2 separate regions of the Mus musculus genome follow, and region 1 is linked to region 2. The links are chromatin contacts, called in public HiChIP or PLAC-seq maps. All regions are on one chromosome and are shown on one strand. Each heading gives the region's core, a stretch centred on a gene start, on an enhancer-like site or on the middle of the called end of the contact. The rest is flanking DNA. Distances are from core to core; before and after follow the strand shown. Region 1 has its middle 39 kb from the start of Zc3hc1. Region 2 overlaps Ahcyl2 (S-adenosylhomocysteine hydrolase-like 2).

What was found. HiChIP or PLAC-seq counts read pairs in DNA pulled down with a chosen protein or histone mark.
Region 1: an H3K27ac HiChIP or PLAC-seq map of T-cell acute lymphoblastic leukemia shows a contact between it and region 2, with 2.3 times the contacts expected there. The contact joins two enhancer-like sites. A contact is called at or near these places in 2 of 484 Hi-C or Micro-C datasets (bone marrow-derived macrophages and stem cell-derived neurons), 2 of 115 datasets of contacts at active chromatin or transcription factors (T-cell acute lymphoblastic leukemia and large pre-B cells) and 2 of 9 other capture datasets (liver and pancreatic islet).

Annotation. Positions count from the first base shown.
Region 1 is chr6:30,350,139-30,353,540 of GRCm38.p6, forward strand. No RefSeq gene overlaps it. Among named protein-coding and RNA genes, the nearest start is that of Zc3hc1, 39 kb to the right of the region's middle. Within about 2 kb of position 1,338, at least 37 of the 459 cell types and tissues checked have an H3K27ac peak or open chromatin away from gene starts, as enhancers often do. A contact at or near this core is called in T-cell acute lymphoblastic leukemia, where this site is marked.
Region 2 is chr6:29,895,456-29,899,158 of GRCm38.p6, forward strand. Ahcyl2 (S-adenosylhomocysteine hydrolase-like 2) reads left to right here. Exons shown (of 17, transcript NM_001171000.2): 12 at 867-961. Among named protein-coding and RNA genes, the nearest start is that of Strip2, 20 kb to the right of the region's middle. Within about 2 kb of position 1,701, at least 14 of the 459 cell types and tissues checked have an H3K27ac peak or open chromatin away from gene starts, as enhancers often do. A contact at or near this core is called in T-cell acute lymphoblastic leukemia, where this site is marked.

The sequences.
Region 1 (3,402 bases), core at 88-2,587, 450 kb after region 2:
ACGACTTTAATCCCAGCACTCGGAAGGCAGAGGCAGGAGGATTTCTGAGTTTGAGGCCAGCCTGGTCTACAAAGTGAGTTCCAGGACAGCCAGGGCTATACAGAGAAACCCTGTCTCGAAAAAAATCACACACACACAAAAAGAAAGCTAGGCCATACACTTGCTGGGCACATAGCTTTCATCATTTCTTTGCCTAAACTTACTCCAAATTTCTCCTTCCCAGCCCTGAGCTGGTCTTGCCTTCTACTTCCTACTTGGCTTGGATACTTCCTATCTGCAGGGGGCAGCCTTCCAGATCCCCTCCCCTTCCCTCCTCTCTCATCTCTTTTTTTCTTTCTGTTTTTCTCCCACCAGAATATGATCCAGAGTTTCTGTTATGTAGTAGTCTCAGGCTGAATTCAAATTCATGATCCTCCTGCCTCAAGGCTCACAAGTACTGAGGTTGCAGGTGAAAGCCACACACTGTCAGGATCCAGGGCTCCAGGGCACTTTCAAAATAGGACATTTTTTTCCTTTTTTTTTTTTCTTTAGACAAGGTTTCAGTGTATAGCTCTGGCTATCCTGGAATTCGTTCTGTAAACCAGGCTGGTCTTAAACTCACAGAGATCCACCTGCCTCTGCCTTCTGAGTACTAGGATCAAAGATGTACAACAGTACCACTGGGTCTCAAAGTAGGATTTTACTGTTGCTGTTTTGGTTGTGGGGTATGTGTGTGTGTGTGTGTGTGTTTGTGTGTGTGTAGGTGTGTGTGTTGGGGGATCAGACCTGGTACCGTAGATACGGTCAACATTCAGTGTTCCACTCAACTACACCTCCAGTCCCTCAAAGTAGTTCCTTCAATGTGACGGTTGCACCACGAACTTTGCCACACCCCCAAACTCTTGCAGGTAACTGTAAACATATTATTTGTTCACATAATTAGCACACAGTTTCTGAGGCCCTTCTGGGCCAGGCATGTGCTGAATGCTTGGTTATGTGTAGGGATGCAGAGGACATAGCCGACCTGGCAGTTGAGTTCTGAGGTCAAAGGTCATCATGCTCTGCTCATGCAGTCACCTCTTTCCACATTCAATTTGTCTCACTTATTCCTTGAGCCCTGATGTGACACTATGCTCTGAAGAAACTCAGTCGTCAGATTCTCCATGTGCCCTGAAGAAGATCAAAACGAACTTCTCATCAGAATCCTGTTCCGGTACAAACTGCATTTACCTCTAGGACACCCAGTAACTTTGTTTCGAGGGAAAAGCACTAAGATTGATGTTGCTGATAGTAGAACACCGATGAGCAGCAGCTTCTTGAGCTAGAGGCAGCACATGTGCCTGCCCTGGCTCCACGGAACAAAAACTGCTTTCAGGTGCCAAAGGAAATGGGCGGAAGGATCTGGGCGGAAGGAGGGAGGGCTGCGTGGGCAGGTGTCTGTGAAAAGAGGGAGGGCTGAATGGGCTGGGGAGGGCTGAGTGGGTAGGAGACCCGGTTCTCTCTAGGTTCTTGGTCTCAGTTCAATGTCAGCCAGGTGTCCCAATGTTTTGACATTATGACATGATGTTGCCTATAAAGTTCATGAATCAGAAAACTGAGTTGCAACATTAAAAGAAATAAAAACATCTCAGGGCTGGAGAGATGGCTCAGCCTCTAAGAACATTGGCTGCTCTTCCAAAGGACCAGGGTTCATATCCCAGCACCCACATGGCAGCTCACAACTGTCTATAATTCCAAGATTGGACATCCTTACACAGATATACATGCAGGTAAAACACCAATGCACATAAAATAAAAATAATTTTAAAAATCTTTTAATATTTTAAGTAATTTTATGATTCTGTGTTGGGTCTCATTCCTAGCTATACTGAGGTACATGAAACCCTTGGCTATGGGTTGGACATACCTTGTTGGGTAGGGATCATAAGCTAGATCAACTGCTCCTACAATTTTGAGGCAACTGACAAGCTTGGCACTAAACTGGGGAGGGGTCATCACCATACAGACAGGGAGCACTGCTTCTTGGAGCCTGTGGAGATGTGGTGGCTTTGACTCCCCAGTAGCTTGGGGGTTTGCAAGGTCAGCCAGTAGGAGCTGAAGTTAGAGCCAGGGAGGTGGATGTAAGCTGCCTCATGGTGACTGGCTATCACTGGGTTAGCCAAGAACACAGGGAACGTTGCATTTGGGATTCCTCAGAACAGCAAAGGGCTGGGGCTAGTGAGGCATGGTGGGTCTTACTGTAATCTCAGCATTTCCAAGGCTGAGGAGAGTCAGGAGTTTGAAACAACTGGAGGATGTCCCCACGATCACCTCCATGGCACTAAATTCCTGCTTGGGTAGTTGGAGGGGCACAGATCAGATCTCCCAAAGGCTGTCTAGATTCTTGCCAGGAATGGATAACCCGTTACAGTAGCATTCATGGCAGTTTTGGCATCTGTGACAAGCTGCCATCTCTCTGGGTGGCTTGCTGGTTCAGTGGTCCAAAGGTGGGGCACAGTCCTGATCCCAATGAAAAGGTCATCTGCCTGTCACATTCTATGTATGGCTTCAGATGTCCTGAGCCACTTCCTGGCCCATGGCCTGCTTCTCATTCAGATTCCTCGGGGCGATTTTCCTGCAGTCTCTGTTTTCCAGGCTACCTGTCTTCTCCTCTTGACCCAGTCTTTCCTTCAGCTTTTGATTTTGTTGTGACAGTGTGGTGGCTAATCTTGATTGTCAACTTGACACACCTGGGAGAACTCTCAACCGAGGAAGTGACTGCATTGGGCTTGCCTGTGGGCATGTCTGTGGGGATATTTTCTTGATTGCTAACTGACGGAGGATGGCCCAGCCCTCGGAGGATGGTGCCATCCGGGGGCGGATAGGCCCGGGTTGTATTATAAAAACAGCTGAGCAAGCCAGGGAGAGCAAGTCAGTTACCAGGGCTCCTTCCGACCTCTGCTTCACCTCTGCTTCGTTTCTGTCTCATTTTCCTGCCTGACCTCCCTCAGAGATGGAGATGTAAGATGAATAAACCCTTTCCTCCCCAGGAGGCTTCCAGTCAGAATGGCTTATCACAGAAAAAACAAAACAAAACAAAACAAAAAAACCCCAAAACCAAAGACTGAGCAGGGTGCCCTGCAACCCATACTGGGGTCTGAATGCTGACCTCAGGTCTCCAGGCTTGCGTGGAGCATCATGCTGGCCCTGACATGGAGATTACAGGTATGGACGGCATCTACTGCCAATCTCACTTTTAAACTGGCAGAGTGTTTTCATGTACAAAGTCATACGTAGACTCGGTGCCCTGATTTTCCCCTCAGATTATAGAGTGGTAAGAGACTTCTTGGTTCCCAGGTTCTGTCCTGGAGCCAGGCCAGCATACCTTTAATCAATCCCAGCACTCAAGAGAGACAGGCAGATCTCGGAGTTTGAGGCCAGCCT
Region 2 (3,703 bases), core at 451-2,950:
GAGCAGTAGAGCTTTTGTACAGTTGTACAGCAGTGCTTGAGGGTGCTAGCTTTTCTACATCCTTAACAACACTTTTATTATTGTGTTCTTTATTATTGCCATCCCATTGAACATAAAGCAGTGTATGATTTAGAAGGCTAGTAATAGTCTCCATTCTTTCCTATGCTTTTTGGCTATTGATATCTTCTCTAGAGAAACATCCTTTCAGACCCTGTGTTCATTTTTTTAAATCAGATTATTTGTCTTTATTGTGAGTTGTAAGAGTTCCCAATACATTTCTAGTAGACATCCCATTTGATTTACAAAGATTTTGTTCCATTCACTAAGTTGTCTTTTAAACACTTCCTTAGTGGGGTCATTTACAGCAAGGACTTGTATGTTTGTTGATGTAGTCAGTCTCTGTTTTTCTTCTGTTGTTTATATTTAAAGTGCTGTATCGTTGTAGACTGTTGCAGAACCTGAGGCCACAAGGATTCACTTTCATGTTCCTCTAACATTTCTGTTAAAAACTAAGAGGTTTTTCTAGTTCTTGCTCTTAAGAATATGATCCATTCATGTTGTAGACATTGGTTGACCATTTTACATACAGAGTTGAGGGAATAAAAACTACTTGTAGTTTATCTGGAAAGCTATTAGGAATTTGCCTAGTATGTTCTTATTATTTAACACCATTTGTAATGAAAGCAAGAATACAACCTACCTAAAAAAAGGAATATGATCCATATAAAATTGATTTTATATATTTTATTATATATTATAATATTACTATATATATTATATATATATACTATATATTGTGTGTGTTTTTATGAGGTAGGGGGTCTAACGTCTTTCCTTTTCATGTGTTTATCTCTTCTGTTTTTAAGGGAACAAGAATGTGGTAACCAGAGAGCACTTGGACCGTATGAAGAATAGCTGCATCGTTTGTAACATGGGCCATTCCAACACCGAGATTGATGTGGTAAGATCCTCACTGACCACTGATGGGACCTTTCTTGTTTCTCCTTCATTCTCTCCTTCCCAAGTAACAAACTGGAAGAAGAAAAGGCAGGGGCATCAGCTAGTCTGAACAGGAGTCATGAGTGCTCTGGAATAGTCCATGTCTGTTCACTTTCCAGCCCTAGGGCCTGTGCTTAGGGGCAAAATAAAGCTTTTTCATCGCAACCATTTCAAATGATTACCTCCTTACACCCAGGCTTGGTACCTACTCAGACTGTGTCACAGTGGACTCAGTATATGGGGATGTTTAGCTTTACATAAAGACACGTAGTCTGGTCCGTGGAAACACTCAAAGGAGAGATCTGTGGGCTAGGAGAAGTACATTGCCTTAGAATGGCTGTGCCTATCAACCACTGCAGTTTCTTTTCTCTCCCTTTTTCACTGGCCTAGGTCTCCCCTTAACATCTCTCTCAAATCACTGTAACTAGGTTATAGGTACCACCTTCAGTTCAGAGCCACTGTGTAACAGCATATATTCCTAAACCTGGGAAGTTTATTGCTGTAGTTCTATCTTCTGATTATATCCAACCAAACCTCTAATAAGTTATCCAAGTAGCAGTTAATAGAGGTGTATTTATTTCTTTTTAGACTTACCAAAGTATCTCTCAGTATGACTTTGACTCTGGCTTTAAGTTTTTATGGCATTTTCTGGCATGCCTGTCTTTCTCTGTGGGTAACTGGCTCAACCACAGCAGGCTTTCATCTCACTGAGGGCTGCTGTGACTGAGCTTCAGCATTTCAGGTAAGGACCAGCTGCTGCCGAGAGCCGTTGGACGATATTTAGTTTATGTGGTTTCTCTTTTTAACCCTGTTGTTCTATTCTTTTGTTATTAGAAGTATTTGGCTGGGGATGCAGCTCCATGTTAGAGTGTTTGCCCCCCACACTAGGCCCAAGGTTTAATTCCCACACCACACAGCACCAGAAAGGAGGAAGGAAATAGCTAGCCAGATAGCCTCCCAGAGCCTAAGGCTAGTCTGGGGGTCTGAGTACCATGGCATCATTGCTCTGTCTTGACACTGTGGTTTGCTTACAGTTACTAATGGAGTTGATAGTTGGTTCCTTGGCAGGGGTGGGGATCCTCTTACATTCCAGTTATGTACCATGAGTGAAGGGGCACCTCTACTACATGGTCAAAGAGAAAGCGTGAAGACTTTCTTTCCAAAACCACAGGAAGCTCTGAATAACAGATGCGGCCATCTAACTTCTGCACCTTTACTTTTATTCACTCCATGCCCTTGACTACCCTGGGAGGGTTAGTCTTAACTTTTAACTGGGAAGCGTAGACATTAAGTACACTGGTAAGTCATACAACTGATTCAGAATGAAATTTAAGCACAAAATTCTTCAAGTATTTGAGCCGGTGTGTGTGGTGGTGCTCATCTTTAATCCCAGCACTTAGGAGGCAGAGGCGGGCAGATCTCCGAGTTCAAGGCTAGCATGGTCTACAGAGTGAGTTTCAGGACAGCCAGAGCTACACAGAGAAACCCTGTTTCAGAAAAACAAAACAAAACAAAATAATTCAGGTGTATTGACTCCAAGGCCTAGTTTTCCCTTTAAAGATGGGCTAAACATGAGTAATTCCTCAGAATAAAGGTCACAAGACCATTTACCTTCAATCACAAATATTACTGTATGGTTGCTATATGCCACCTGGAGTTCTAGATGCTTGGAGTCAACGAATATAACAAATTCCTACCCTCATAGAGCTTATGAGGAGAGTGAGACAAAAAACTTAACATAATAAATAAGTAAAATTCTAAAGAGAAGAGAGAACTAGAGAATGGCAGAGGGCATCTGAAGAACTAGGCCATTATTTAAATAGTAGCTTAGACTGTGAGCCCAGTGTCGGGTCAGTCGTGTGGATTTCTAGGTAAGGGGCATTGTAAGCCGTAGCTGGTCCACATGGCCTGAGGCAGAAGGAGCCCTGCTGTTTGAGGGGTGAAAGGAGGCTGGTGTAGATGGCACGGTGAGCACAAGACAGGGAAGGGAGGATGAGGCTGAGGTGACAGGCCTAACAGCCCACGCTAAAAACAGTTCTGTTGTGAGAGAATCAGGGGGCCATTGTAGGGTTTCTAATCTGGCTTAGTTTTAATATGAAGGCTTTTACTTTAAAAGGATCATCCTGGATAACATGTTGAAACTAGACTTGGTTTTGCCATTATTTCTAGGTAGGCCCCCCTCCCCCATATTTGCTATATCAGGAGCCAAGAGCCATTCTTTTCTTTCTTTTCTTTGAGTTCTTCATGGCATAAGGTGTGGTCCAGAAAAGATGCTACTCAGAGGGCTTTTGAAAGTTAAATTAATGTGTGATGGTACTGTCACAGAGCATGTAAAACAAAATTTAAAGTAGATTGCTAGGAATTCAAGGCCAGCCAGGGCTGCATAAATAAGATCCTAACTAAAAAACAAACAAACAAAAACCAGCAAACTCAGCCAATAATTAGGACCAGGATGTTCATTCATTATTTAGCAAGTGTATGCTGAATATTTGGCCTGCTCTGTACCAAGTTTTAATTAGATGAAGTAAAAGCATTGAGCAACATCTTCTGCTCGTGAACTTTATATTCTTGTGTGGGAAATGGATAATAAATAAGTTAACAGTTATTGTCTGTGTTATATTGAGTGGAAAGGCAAGAGGAGGATGCTGAGAGCATCTTCTAATTGAAATGGCCAAGAAAGGCATTTTGTGGATAGACGATTGGG